3 separate regions of the Mus musculus genome follow, and regions 1 and 2 are each linked to region 3. The links are chromatin contacts, called in public Hi-C and promoter capture Hi-C maps. All regions are on one chromosome and are shown on one strand. Each heading gives the region's core, a stretch centred on a gene start, on an enhancer-like site or on the middle of the called end of the contact. The rest is flanking DNA. Distances are from core to core; before and after follow the strand shown.

Region 1 (4,724 bases), core at 1,420-3,919, 350 kb after region 3:
ATGGAGACATTCCAAGATAAAAAGACAACCTACTTAAAAGTTTGTCTTTTTATATGATAGATTCCCACCTGAGGGCTTCTTGGTCTCCCATGATAGTCTAATAATAGACTTGAAACCAATCTCCCACAAAGGTTAGGAATATATCTAGCTGCATATCTTCTGTAACTATAGAATATTGCCAGAGTCAGATATAGTGGCTAATACCTGAATTCTAGACGCAGAAGCAGGAGGACTGCCACAAGTTCAAGGCCAGCTTTGTCTATATATTGAGTTAAGCCAGCCAAGACTAATTTAATGAGAGCCTGTGCACATTCATGCATGTGTGTGTATGTACACATTTGTATACATACATGTGTGCATGCGTAGAGCACCATGGTTACCATGGTCATGAGAAAGCTGAGCTCTTACAAAACAAAGTTAAAAAGGTGTGCAGCTTTTCCTATAAGAAAATACCCATAGCCAGGCGTGGCTGCCCATGCTTATGATCCCAGCACTTGGAAAGCTGGCTCAGGAATATCATCATGGGTTTGAGGGCAGCCTGGGCTACACGGTAAATTCCAGAATAGCCTGGCTAACCTACAGAATGAAACCCTATCTCAAAAACCTCCCTCTATAAAAATATGAAAGAGAAAATACTCTGGTTCATTCCCCTGTCTTTGTAACCAAATCATACAAAGAGTACGATGGATTAAAATGTGTTTCAACCACACTTTTCCTAATGAAACCTAAATCAGAAGCTCATGCTCACTATCAGTAGCCATGGAGCCCACGTTCCCATCAGAAGTAGTGGCGAGCTCTCTTTTGTGTTTCCACTTATTTGTAGAAGGTGTCTTTAGAACCTCAGAGCTCTGCTATGGTTTTGCAAACGCTGCAAATGTTTATCATAAAAATCCACAGGAAGAGTGAAATGGGGAGAATATAAGTTGTTTCTTTGTTTCACATTATTTATCCAAAAGAAAGTATCTTGCTATGCTATTCTGTCCTCATCCACACCATTCTAAAGATAAAAGCCTCCTCTGGTATGAAGCAGCATAGGTTGATGATGGTCATTAAAATCCTTGGGTTAGACAAGCAAGGAAGAAAGGGAGCTGAAAGTCTCATAAATGCCAGCAAGGCACAAAGCAAACTCCCTAGAGAGCAAGCCTTTACTTACATATGGCCAGCTGCATTAAAAAAAAAAAAACACCATTTCTCCTAACTGTGAGCCCAGGCATGTCTCAGCTTCCAAATGAAATGCTGCCATAGCTCCCTCCTCACCAGCAAAAGTGTGGAAAAGCTAACAAGACTGAGACTCTCCTTGTTCATATCATGCACACACTCCTAGGCAAAGAAGGACCAAACCGTCTGTCCGTCCGTCCCTACCACTCCAGGAAGAAAAGAAAGGCAACCCTCCTCAGCCAGACTGCCCTGGAGCTAGGAGACAAATCTGTGCCCAGACTCCCTGCAGTGCTGGAGCCTGCCTCTGAGTAGGCCTGCCACCGCTCCTCTATGCCCTTCTTCTCCTTCAAGACTCACTGCTTTCCAGAAATATTTCGGGAGCAAAAGTCCTAGCCATGCTAAAACACTGTTTCCCAGCCCACCACACCATGGTAACCGTTCACTCCTTCGTCATTTGTCTTCAGCATTATCTTTGTGCTGCTGCAGGGATGGGTGTGGAAGCAAGGATGAGCTCTGCTAATGGGAGATACACAGACAGGCAGACAGACAAATGGAGTAAGGGTGTGAATGAGCCATGAAGAAAGGAACAGAGACCGGGTTGGGGGTCCAGAGACCCCAGTGCTCCTCATCACTAACCAGCTGAGCTGCCCTTCCCTCGCCTGGTAAACAAGGCTGGAGTCCTAAGAACGTGAATGTCCTGCAGAATGGCAAACAGTTCCATTTGTAGAGGATGTAAACAAAGGTCCCTAATATTCTAGGCCTGAAAATCTGGATTCTGAATTTAGTTCATTACAGGATAAAAAGAGACAGAGATGGAGCAGGTAGCAGAAGGCAAGAAAGGCTGCGATGCAGAAAGTCTGTGAGCTGCTCACTAGCAACGAAACAGCACCTGGAACTGTCCACAGCAATCTGGAGACCATGCTGCACAGGAACACTTCACTATGATCCAGAAGCAAGATGACAACTACTACCGTGCACTATGTGTGACTGAATTAGGCTAGACTGGAACATGAGGCATGTTAGACATCCTAGACTCCACTAACACATATGCATTCAATAACTAAAATTGTGAGAGTGTGTCGGATATGTTTAACAAGGAAAGGAATCTCCTCCATTCCCTCATCTATCACCCAGCCCCTCCCCTTCACTGCTAGCAGCAGCACTGCCACCATGTATAGTAATAAGAAGCAGAGCAGAGACTTACTTTTCCTCTCTACCTGCAAAGATGTTTCCAAGGTACAGCTTGGTAAGTTGGCCCAAGTTTCAGACCACAAAAGCCTCAACAGTACCAGGCTAGTTAAGTCTTCCATCTGCCACCTGGACAGCCTGACTCAGTTCCCCAGTGCATGTGAGTATCTGCAAAAATGGCAAGGGCATACTATGTTGCAAGCTCAAGCAAAAGCCAATGGATGGATCACAGCTTCTCATTTAGCTGGAGAGAGGGGAAAATGACAACTTCCTGGAGCACTCCAGGCATGTTATCTTTCATCATCTTTCCAGGAAATGAGTCAGAGAAGATGACACAGACCTAATGATTAACCTAAAAGCCTGCAATGGAGCTGAGAGGAACTGTCTCCAGTACACTGACTACCAGAATTATAATTACCATCTTGTGACTCTCCTATCTCCTAGGGGAAACTGGGGTGACTTGCCAGGAAACAGGCTATTAAATGTGTTTGACATGAGAGATTGCATTATATCCAGAAGGGGGCAGCAGTAGGAAGAATAAATCAAAAATCACACAGCATGTTCCCAGGCAGTGTGAAACAAATTTAGATATACTTCATGTGCTGTGGCACACCTGTTAGGTTTTATCTGGTGGTGCCAAGTCCTAGTCAAAGAATGTTAAAAATGAAAACCGAGGCTCATGCCTCAGAGAACACTTAATCTCGTGCTGAAATCTCTGGAACAAATAGAAAAATTTAGGATTCCCAAAGCCTATAGGAGAAGCGTTAAATTAACACTCCAAATTGAAATAGCTTTTACTAATACCACGACATGAAATTTACAAAGCATCTACCTTAACATCCACAATCAGAGACGCTCAGAATTGGCCTATGGAAATAGAACATTTCCACCGTGAAGAATGGATCCAAACACATTTCAAAAGTCAAAATCAGGCTTGAGAATTCCCACTGATTTTAGAGTCATGATTGATTTACCATCTTAATTTCCTATTTTGCAGCATTGCTTTTTGGAGGCAGTAGTTTCCAAATAGGCCACATAGCAGAATCACCTGGGGGCTGGAATGTCTTCTGTGCAGTCCTTCCTATCTCCTCCTATTTCCTCTTTCTCCAACCTACTTTTGCTTTTAAACTTCAAAGGAAGTTAGTATTTGGAAAATATAAGCATAAGCTTCAGTAGTCTACTGATTGCTTTGTTGAAACTTTAAACAAATAAGCTCAAGATGATAGTTAGTGAACCAGAAGAAACATTATTTACATTTGAAATATGCAAGGACAATAATAATAAAGAAAAAAGGAGAAACTTCATTCTGATCCTCAAAACCAAAGATCTAAATAAAAAGGCTTTCTGGAGCCACTTGAATTTAACAGGGTTTATCTTGCTTCAGTGATGGCACCATTAAGAGAGAGCTAAAGGTGGCTAGAGAGATAGCTTATTATTCTTGCAGGGGACCTGGGTTTAGATCCCAGCACACACATGGCAGCTCACAACCATCTGTAATTCCAGTTCCAGGAATCCAATACCTCTTATTGGCATCCATGGGCACTGCACATATATAAGGCACATATATGTGCTCAGGCATATACATAAACACACATAAAAATAAACAAATAAATAAACAGGTTTTAAAGAAAGAGTTGAAAACATGGGCCCTGTCAGGCAGTGGTGGCACAAACCTTTAATCCCAGCACTCGGGAGGCAGAGGCAGGTGGATTTCTGAGTTCAAGGCCAGCCTGGTCTACAAAGTGAGTTCCAGGACAGCCAGGGCTACACAGAGAAACCCTGTCTCTAAGAACAAAGAAAGAAAGAAAGAAAGAAAGAAAGAAAGAAAGAAAGAAAGAAAGAAAGAAAGAAAGAAAGGAGAAGAGAAGAGAAGAGAAGAGAAGAGAAGAGAAGAGAAGAGAAGAGAAGAGAAGAGAAGAGAAGAGAAGAAAACATAGGCCCAGAAATTCTCTATGGTTTTACAGACATGTTTTCTCCAAGGAACTGACTTCATAACTTCCTTTTTTTCCTCCTTGGAATCTACTCCATGTTTAAGCAATATCTTCCTGGTAGGGAAGGATTATAAAGATATTTGAGATTGACATTTTACCAATGAAAATATCAACTCTGGGCCTCTAGTTAATCCATATTCTGAGTTCCTTACCTTACACAGAAAGCACTGTCCCAATTTGGCACTTCTAAACTCAAACTGAATGAAATCTAAATGCAGAGCCTAAAGTCATCCTCTAACTGAAGACACGGAGAAGGTATAAAATCTAAGGCTTCTTGTTTTACAAACCACAAGCCAAAAACTTAGAGACAAACAGACACGCTATCACAGACACAGCAATCTTCAGGTCACCAAACAGCTGAGATTTTACAATTAGATTATTGGATAG
Region 2 (5,159 bases), core at 2,304-4,803, 260 kb before region 3:
ACATATGTTGGCACCTGTAGGGAAAGGGGAAATGAACCAGCCTTCTTTGAATCCAGAGCTTCTGATGAAAACTCCACAAACTATTGCAGAATCTACCAAAGGCCACAGGCTCATCAGAAGCTACAAGGAGCATCCATGGGAACTGCATGACCATGGACTCAGTGAGTGGATCACACACAGGGATCAGACAACTTGTAACTGTGCATGAATCAAAATAGTAAGAGTCTCGTTTGAATGATGTGAAATTGCCCCTTCTATAGGTCAAAAGAGATAGATATTGGCAAATTCATGTTTCAACTTTATTGCTCTTGAGTAAGCAAATGAAGACTCCAAACTTCAGCAATCTTTCAAAATAAATAAATGATACCCTATATTTCCTTCTCAGGTTCAAGATATTTCAATTGTGTTTCTTTTATCGGATAATTTGCAATGGAGATGGGTCAAGATGAAGGAAGGAGAGAAATAAATTAGAGTTGAAAACTGACTGAAGCATCTACCATACTCGGATCTAGGAAAGAAAACACTTTACCCATTATAACATTCAAAGGACTACAGAAGTGCTTTGAAAGGAAAAGGACACCAGCAGTGCTCTTGAGGAGTTCATAGCCTGGTAGTCAGATTAGACAAATTAGATGATTATCCAAGGTAGGATCAAGTGTTCACATTGTAGAGACACTGAGTTCCACACTGGTTCAAGATAAATGCTTTCTGATTCCAGGAGTACAGGGAGGAAGTACCATTGTGGCTTGGGGAGAGGATGGTGGAGAGATAGGATCAGCAGAGTTGAGAACAAATGCTGAGAGAGAGCAGAATATGCTAAGGCATTAAGTTAAACTACATGAAATTTCTATTTTCAGGTAAAAAGAAGTATTTAAATATGGACAGTTTCTTGAGCTGAATTAATATGAAATGTAAGGAGAATCTGTTGGTAAGAGTACTGGGGCCATTCCACTGTAAATAGCCCAGTAGTCATACGAAGCACAGAGAGGATGATTACAATTCTGCTTAGAAGAGAGATAAATACCACTTGGTAAATAAATGAATAAACCCCACATTGTGTTAGGCTCTCACTGTCAGTTATCCTTCTGCCAGACTTTGATATACAATAAACAAATTCAGTAATGCAACAGGAATAAAACAAAACAAACAAACCCCCAGCATTTTAATATGCTAATAGTGAACCCACTAAAAAAGAAATCAGGAAATAGTCCCATTCACAATAGTTTCAAAATAGTAAAACACCTGAAAATACTCCCTACCCAAGCAGGTAAAACATCTCTGCAGTGAAATCTGTAAAACACTAAAGAAAGAAACCAAAGACATCAGAAGATGAAGAGATTTCCTGTTTTCATGAATCACAATGTTAATATTGTTAAACTAGCAGTAGTACAAAAATAATTGACAGATTGAGCAGTCTTTATCAAAATGACATCTTACATAGAACTAGAAAGGAACTTTAAAGTCCCCATGAAAGCAAAGAAGACCCTGAGTAACCAAAGAAATCCTGAACAAAAAGAACAATACTAGATGGATAAAAATCCCTGATTTCTAGCTACACTACAGTTTCAGATATTTGTACATAACAAACAGAAACATATTTGCACAAAACCAGAAACATACACCAGTAGACTAGAATACAGTAATAAGAAACAAACCTGTGCACCTCTAACTATCTGACTCTTGACAAAGGTGTCAAAAACATCCATTTGAGAGAAGACAACCTTTTTTTAACAAGGTGATTCTAGGGAAACTGGATCTCAATAAATAGAAGACTGAAACTAGATTTGCATCTCTCACCTTACACCAAATCAACATAAAATGTGCAAAAGACATTAATGTAAAACCTTAAGTTTGGAAACTACCACAGGGGGACATTTTCAACATATAGACATAAGCAATGATTTTTCTGAACAGGATTCTAGTAAGCTGAGAAGTAATAGCATGAACTGACTAATGTAGCTCAGTTGATAGAGTGCTCTCTTAGCATATAGTAAAGTCCTAGGTTCAATCTCCAGTATGGCATAAATCAGAACTTGTGAGGCAGGAAGATTAGATGTTCAAAGTTGTCTTATGGGCCACTAAAGAGGACCTACATGGGAACATGGGAGTGTATGTGGTCATGTTGAACAACTTGCCCAGAATTCTCAGAGCAAATTGCCCAAACCTTATCCACTAATGCCACCTCAATACCTTCTAGCTCTGGATACTGACTTTCTCTGCAGAGCTTCTCCAACTCAGAGACATCAAAGCCAGGCCAATGTGGGAAAATACCAGAATTAGAAAAGGAATGGATTACAGTTAGCCCTGGTGAAGAAGATAGTACTCTTTTGCTTATTTGTTTTTGTAGTCTCTGGCCCATGTATCATTAGTAATAAAGATTAGAAATAAAGGCAAAGTGGCCCAACAAGCAAAAATGCTTGCCACCAAGATAGATTTCCTGATGTCAGTCCTCAGGACCCAAATGAAGAAAGTAAATAAAGAATCGATAGCCAGAAGGTCCTCTCTGACCTACACATGTATATAGTGGCATGTTCACACACATGTTAAATAAATAGATAAACAATCAAACAAACAAGTCAAGATAGATACATATGCCAATCTGAAAACCAAATCAAATGAGTCAGGAATATGAACTCGAAACTCAGTTTTAAGATCATACAATGGTCCAAGACACCTGTAGGGTCATATTACTTGTTCTAACAACAGATCAACCTAAGCAATAAGCATTTTTGATAGAATTTCAATTTTTCGTGTTGAAAAACAGCTATGTAATATAGTAAGTCCAGTTAAAATTGAGAACCATTATTTCAACATTCACACAAACTATACAACACCACTCTAACTGTCCGTTTCGGATTGTTACCAGTGAATTACATTTAAGACAACAATTGAATCTTGTATAGACATGAGACAGACTGTTAGGGAGACTTCTGTTAATTCTTCAGGGAATTAAGTATCAGCTCAAGAATGTTTACACGGAGAGATAAGGATATTGGCAAGATGACATCTGGGACCTAATATAACTTGGAAATTTTATTTACTTAAGAATGAATTTTGACTATATTTCTGGATTTTTAAGCTTTCTTTTCAAGACTGTTAAGCCAGTAGATTTGGTGAGTAGAACTTTCCTTTTGTTCATTCAGAGGAAGGTCTGTGCTTTTTAGAACAAAAGTCACCCGCAACAAGTGGCACACAGATGTGTCCAGGTTCCCAATCCCTCACTATTGTGTCACCTTACCATAATATCCTCTCAAGTCTTGATGAGGTGAGATTTTTTTTTGAAAGCCTACACACCAGTGATTCTCAACCTTCCGAATGCTGTGACCCTATAATATAGTTCCTCATTTTGTGGAGAGCCCTAACCATAGTTATTTTTTGTTGCTACTTCATAGCTGTAGCTCTACTAGTTAGGAATTGTGATGTAAATAGCTGATAAGCAATGATATCTGATATGTGACCCCGTGGAGGTGGTGACCCACAGGTTGAGAACCACTGTTTGTAGAAAGTAGGCACCACTGAGGTGGTCTAAGGAAGTTTGCCTGTTTAGGGACTTCCTGAACTTCAGAACTTCCTTCCTCTTGGTTTAATTTCAAACCAGTGGCCTGGAGCACACATCTCAAGGCCTGAATCAGCAGAGCCTTATGATTTACAAGTAAAGCTCTAAGTCAGATACATTTAGTTGCTCAATCTCCAAAAGCTCATCTCAAAAAAAAAAATTAACACTTCAATGGCATATTCAATTCTTTGAGTCCGTGAGGCCTTCCCTTGGCATCTTGCCTCCTCGACCTGCATGCTGTCTCCCCTTCCTTTCTCTGTCCTTTGCACATTTCTTGCCTTCCAGTCTTTGGCTTTGCTATCACATTTCCCAATCTGTGAAGACACTCCTGCTGTGTTGTTGCTGTTTCCATTTGGTAGATGGAGCAAAAGTAATAGCTATTATGTCCACAGCAAAAAACAAAATCCCTGAGTCCCCAGAAAAATTAGAGCAAGAAACTGCAGTGACCTGCTATTCTCTTTATCTACTCACGTTCAAGCGGCAGCCATGCCCTCTCATTGTGCCACACTTATCTTTGTCCCTGCAACTTATTTATGTCCTCATCTCCTACTGCTACACATGCTTAGGATAAAAGTGATGGTAACACATCCCCATCTTTCTCTGAATATTAATTTGTAGATGTAATCCTTCCTGAACATTGACCACACTGTCTGAGGCGCTGAAGGGTATATGAGATTCTCTCTCCCTGGAGCTTTCCGTAGAGCACAAGAGACAGATGGTGACAAACATACAGATGTTGTCCATGGCAAAAGTTCTGTTGAGTGAGCGGAGAGTGGGAAGAGAGGAGCAAGGGTGACAGGGCTGCTATTTTGGAGAGGGTGGCATAGCAGATGTTCAGCATCTTGCTGACAACCCCTCCACATTCACTTCAATATTCCAAAGCCTTCTGTAACTTTGTGAAACATTCTACCTGAAAGTAATTTTATCCCTGCTGTGACAATGGAAGAATGCTTGGCCTCTAAGCAGAGTAAACCAGATACATCTACTGCCCCAGGAAGAATTCTTCCAGCAGATAGCAATGTCCTCAGAAGTTACAACTAACTCTGAAGCATGTGCTACACTGTCTCCTAAGATCTTTGGTATGCCTGAACACCAGTTGCCTACGTGGTGATTGCTGGAGAGCATGCCTCCCTATCAGATTCCTTTTCCCTCAGCCTTACTCCTCCTGCCCCTTACTTTGCTCCCCAGGTATACCTTGCAAAGGAACTACTGGATTTTGAGGAATTGTCTTGGAAGACTACATCTAAAGAACCCAATCTAGGTAGATGTATGATAAGGTGACACTTGAGCAGGTTTCTGACCTAGAGAAGGGCTGAGCTGGGGAGAATTAGATATAAGAAAATTATAATCTAAGAGACCTGACAGGCCATAGCCTCTAAGTAGGATCAAGCTTTGAAGAGCAGCAAAACCCTACTTCAGGAACAGGGTTAGAAGAGGCATTAGGAAGGGTTCCCCTCTCACTTCAGAGTGCTACTCTCTCCCTTTATTTTTCTTCTCACTGCTTCCTCTAGCCCATTCAATTTTCATTTCCTCCACAGCAAATTTTCTGAAAATTTGGCCACTTTATTTCTATTCTTGATTTTACTCTAACTGTACCTTTAGG
Region 3 (4,681 bases), core at 1,595-4,094:
AGACATTTTAGAAAAAAAAAATTTTAGAGGACAACTTGCGAGATGGTTTAGTGGGTAAAAGCACTCGAGGAGCAAGCCTAGGTGACCCGAGTTCCATTCCTGGGACCTACACATAGTGTTAGAAGAGAGATGAGTCCACAAAGTTGTCTTCTGACTTCCATGTGCCCTACCCACATCATGCACATCCACAATGATAATAATAATAATTAATAAAAACATTTTAGAAGTGTTTGAAACGATCTATTTTAAGACCTTTCCTGTGGCCCCATCTTTTTTTATTCACATATACGTTAATAGAGTATTAATATTGAGTATTATTCATCAACTACACCAACACACAAACAATCCACCTATCTCCATCTTCCATTCATTTATACTCTGATGGTGAAAATGACTGGAAGGGGCTATTAAATTCAAGATTCGGAACCACTTACTGGAGCCACTAATAGGAAGGGTAGTGAGGAGAATACATTCTACTTTGGCAGTGTAAATTTTGTTTAAGAAGAAGTATGCCTGTGTCAGATGTGCACGTGGAAAATGTATGCACCATTCAACTGTCTGCAGAACTTCCCTCCAGTTCTTTTGAAGTCACCACTCTCCCGCTAACTCCCCCCCCCAATAGAACTACCCAAATATCAGCGCTGCTGAAAGTGAAGGGCCTGCCCCTGTTGGGTGGTTTGGGGGGAAAATGGCAGAATTAAAGTGCTCATTTCCAGTCCCAAAAGTAAAATACGACTTGGCCTAGGGCAATCCTAATTCTTTCCAGAACTCATCCCCGGAATTGCCCTTTTAAACAACTAGTCATTAACCCAACTCCAGGTCTTTTATAGCTGCGAAAACTGATCTGGCACATCATTTATTCATTATGCTTATTATTATTGTTATTGTAGAAAAGCGGTGAATTCCTGGGGCGGGGTTCAAAGGGTTCTTCTAGGGAGGAAGGGGTAAGGGAAAGGAATGCCCAAGCCCGCAGGCTAGGCCAAAAAGCTGGGCTGAGCTGCCCGACAGAGGTACAGGGAAATGCCCCTAAGATGCTGTTGAAGCTCCTCTGGCTCATTCGGTGACCACCTCACACCAGAGCAGCTGCTGCAGCAACAGAAAAGACTTCTTATGTAAGGCAGAGCCGCTGACATCACCTTCCCCATAGCATCTCAGCTGAACTAGGAGCCAAAGGACCTGCACTCTGCTCCACAAGTCATTTTCCTAAATGAGTCTGTCACTGCCAGGTTTGGGGGTGCCAGGTATGGGAGGCCATGCACCAGTGGGGGAGGACTGCATGCCCCTGGGAGAGTACTTAGCAGAGACTACTTCTCAGGACGTCTACTGTGGTTCAAGAGTAAAGTCAATGTGCAGTAAAGATGTCCAGACGTCTCCTAGCTCACCGTCCTTGCTCTCTCGCTGTAACCTGCCTGGCTGGACTGGCTCACACCTGAGTCTGGATTTGTGCAACAAGGCACTAAGACGGAGGAAGAAGAGTTTGTGGGATGCTCAGAAGACAGATAGTCCAAAGGAGCATTCATTAAGAGCCCTAGGTAACTAACCCAGGGCAGAAAAGACACTCGGGGATCCCCTTATCTTCCCCAAGGTCCAGGCATTCCTTCCAGGCCCTCATCAAGGCCTTTCCTGTTCCCAGGGTTCTCCATAGAGCACAGTGGAGTTCATTCTAGGCAGCCAGCCAATGATGCTGGACTAGGTCACACACCTTCCAAAGGCACGAGACCCGGGCACCCGAGGCCACAGCAAGTGTGACAAAGCACCTTGTCTCCCACAGACATCTTAAAAGGACACCTACTACTTTTAAGACCCCCCCAAAAGTGCAACCCGGTAGTGGGCTCCTGGAAGCTACAGGAGTTGCACCCCCTCCTTCTTCCCAAGGACATGAAAGGCATGTCTGTCCCAGTGGTAAATGACAGACCTTCTTTCTCTACCTCCTGTCTGGCTCCCTAAATGCTCCCCACCTGCCCATTCTGAACGCCAAGGGTGTCTATGAGTTCAGAAGCCGTCCTTTTAACTTTCTGCCCTCCATGCCTGCATGCCTGCATCGGTCAGGGGCCACCCCAGCTACTCAACCCGGAGTACTGGGGTGGATCTCAGGGCAGAAGGGAAGAAAGGCAAGAGTAAGGTGCAAGTTGCAGCAGGCTAGGCGCCTCGGGCCTGGGATTGTGGTGAGTGGAGACAGTAAAAGGGTGAGGCGCTGAGCCTAGCACCCTAGAGGATGGACGGCGCTGGTACTCACGCACTGCCTCCTGCTTGGGGTCCAACGTGCTGAGGACGCGCTGCACGCTACCGAGCTTGCCCTGCAGCGCCCAGACACGGCGGTGAGTAAGCTGGATGTCGCTCTCGAGCTCCTGGAAGAGGCTGCACGCGTGCCGGGCTACGTCTGAGAGCTGCCGGAGGACCCTGGCCAGCGCAGCGTTGCTGACCGCGCACAGGTCTAACATGAGCAGCACAGCCTCGGCTGAAGCCTCGGACGTCTCGCCTGGGGCCGATGCTGCCTCCGAGACCCCCGCCACGCTCTCCTCCCCGGCCTCCCGCGCTTCGCTGGGTGGCTGCTGATCCTGCTCGGCCGGCGCCGGCAAAGACGGCGGCAGAGGTGGCAGTGGGAGAGGCGCAGGGGGCACACGAGGAGGCTCTTCTGGCTCCGGTGCCTCGGCCTCTTCCCGCCGGCCAGGCGGCTGCAGGGGCGGCGGCGGCTCAACGCTGCCTCCACTCGTGTCCTCATCTGGGCCGGGCGCCGGGCGCCGCTGCCGGCAAAGCCACTGCGGCTCCACGATCCGCTTGGCGAAAGGCATCCCGCGCAGCCGGGCCGCGACTTTCCCTTCTCCTCTGAGCGACCCTTGTGAGCTAGAGACCTGGCGCGCCCACCTGAGCGAGGAGAGGGCAGGAGTCCGGCAAGGAGCGATCCGGGCAGTCCAGAGACGCTGAGGGCTCCTCTGCTCACCTGGCCTCCTCCTCTTGCCCACCCTCTCCTTCACAGCTTAGTCTGACCTGTCCTCCTCCGGGAGCACGGCTGTCTAGGAAAGATGACAAGCGCTGAGCACGGAAATCTCGGAGTGTGCTTGGGTCCTCCTCACTTGCTTTCAACCGGGGTCAGCCGGCTCAGCTCCATCGCTCCTGAGCCCGTTGCCGCCGCCCTGGCCACTGCCGCCGCCTATATAAATGGGCGTGTGTGTATGTGTGTGTGAGTGAGTGAGTGTGTATGTGTGTGTGATCGCGTGTGTGTGTGTTTGTCCGCGTGTGTGTCTAGGTGGGTGGGTGGGTGGGTGGGTGTGAGTGTGTGCGCGCGCCTCAGTTTGAAAGTACCCCGGCGCAGGCCTCTCCCCGCGCGCCCCTCGGCCGCTCCGGGGAGCGATTGCGCCTGGGATCTCTCTCTCTTTCTGGGCGGGGAGGAGATTTCGGAAAGGCGCTCTGAAAACCCGGACAGAGGAATCCGCCTCCAGCCCTGGCTCAGGAGGCGGCGCGGGGGCGGCAGGGCGGACGCCGGGCGGGGGAGGCCAGGGCGAGAGGGGCGCAGCGCCCTGTGCGGCCGCTGGGAGTCACTGGTGGCTGGACCGCGCCTGGTGCGTTCCACCGCGGGCACTTTCTCAAACCCGTCTCAGAGGTTAGAATTGAGACTATGAGCGTGGTGGGGGCGGGGTGTCCTCAAGTTGAGAGTGGAGATGCTGGTAGCCAGCTAAGAGGAAGGAAAGTATTGGGGATGCTGTCGATTCGTGTTGGAGCAAGTTGTCTCAGAATTCTAGCTCTGTCAAGTCTTTGGGTTCTTAGAGGGGAAATCTGGGCTGCTCCTTAAAGTGCCCCAGGCGCCGCGTTCACAGAGACAGCTGGGAAGGGTGACGCAGCATGGGTGCATTCCCACATGGCCAGAGTGGCCAGACGACTGTTTATACCATTTTTCTGGCATCCTGTTTTGGTCTGCCTTGAGAGCTGCCTTCTACAGAACATCATGACTGAGACCCAAATTACTAGTGAGCAACCTCCCACCCCAGAAAGTCACTTGCAAAATTCATTGCACATTGAGTGAAGTGAATCGGATTACCTCCTTGTCGCCCTACTGTGCTAATCCAACACTGGGTTTTTAAAGTTTCCCATGGGAGAGAGGATGACTCACAGAAGAATGGAAAGTTTTCCCCTTGGTTAACTAAAAGGTATAATTTCTTAAAAGGCCTACATTTTTCAAATGCAGTAGTGTGCAGGCTACATGGTGGCAGCCGAAAATCTAAAAAGACTTTGGGGACTGTTAGTAAAATACAAGTTTTCATCCTTCCACAATGTGTACTATGTGTACTGTGAAATAAATATATAACATAAATAAAATTCAAGGTCACAAGCAAATCTTGGGAATGTTGTCTTCATTTCATGTATTTAAAACGAACGTGGAAAAATATAGTTTATGGAAGCAATAAAGTCCTCGAGACATGCAATGGGCTGTCCTCTGTGCTCCCAGCTTTGAAAAGGAATCCATACAAGACAGACTTTGAATCAGCCTACACTTTGGTCACAAAGACTTCAACAGAGCCCCTCTTATTCTACCTAAAATAAATAAATAAATAACCCAAACAAAACTCATTTTTGGTGAAGGACTATCTCTATTCAACAAAGAAGATCCAAGCTGGGGTTCTGGAGGTAGAGAATCATGATGTATGTAAGGTCCTCATGAATGATTTAGTAACAAGAATGAAGG

Evidence for each region. Promoter capture Hi-C pulls out the DNA fragments that hold promoters and counts their contacts. A called contact is a pair of places that touch in the nucleus more often than the background predicts.
Region 1: a contact with region 3 is called in a Hi-C map of muscle stem cells, with 2.1 times the contacts expected there. The contact joins the enhancer-like site here to the promoter of Nhs in region 3. A contact is called at or near these places in 8 of 39 promoter capture datasets (the 3T3-L1 cell line, the HPC-7 cell line, cranial neural crest and 5 more), 1 of 484 Hi-C or Micro-C datasets (muscle stem cells) and 3 of 115 datasets of contacts at active chromatin or transcription factors (all in embryonic stem cells).
Region 2: a contact with region 3 is called in a promoter capture Hi-C map of the HPC-7 cell line. The contact joins the enhancer-like site here to the promoter of Nhs in region 3. A contact is called at or near these places in 4 of 39 promoter capture datasets (the HPC-7 cell line, embryonic stem cells, liver and 1 more), 6 of 484 Hi-C or Micro-C datasets (cortical neurons, embryonic stem cells, myocytes and 1 more), 9 of 115 datasets of contacts at active chromatin or transcription factors (SST interneurons, VIP interneurons, embryonic forebrain and 5 more) and 1 of 9 other capture datasets (adipose tissue).

Annotation. Positions count from the first base shown.
Region 1 is chrX:162,507,927-162,512,650 of GRCm38.p6, forward strand. All of the region lies in intron 11 of Reps2 (RALBP1 associated Eps domain containing protein 2), which reads right to left. Among named protein-coding and RNA genes, the nearest start is that of Reps2, 130 kb to the right of the region's middle. Within about 2 kb of position 2,670, at least 27 of the 459 cell types and tissues checked have an H3K27ac peak or open chromatin away from gene starts, as enhancers often do. A contact at or near this core is called in muscle stem cells, where this site is marked.
Region 2 is chrX:161,891,073-161,896,231 of GRCm38.p6, forward strand. The region is part of intron 1 of Nhs (NHS actin remodeling regulator); the gene reads right to left. Among named protein-coding and RNA genes, the nearest start is that of Scml1, 62 kb to the left of the region's middle. Within about 2 kb of position 3,554, at least 4 of the 459 cell types and tissues checked have an H3K27ac peak or open chromatin away from gene starts, as enhancers often do. A contact at or near this core is called in the HPC-7 cell line, where this site is marked.
Region 3 is chrX:162,156,597-162,161,277 of GRCm38.p6, forward strand. It overlaps Nhs (NHS actin remodeling regulator), which reads right to left and starts at 2,845. Exons shown (of 9, transcript NM_001290526.1): 1 at 2,237-2,845. The coding sequence starts at 2,792.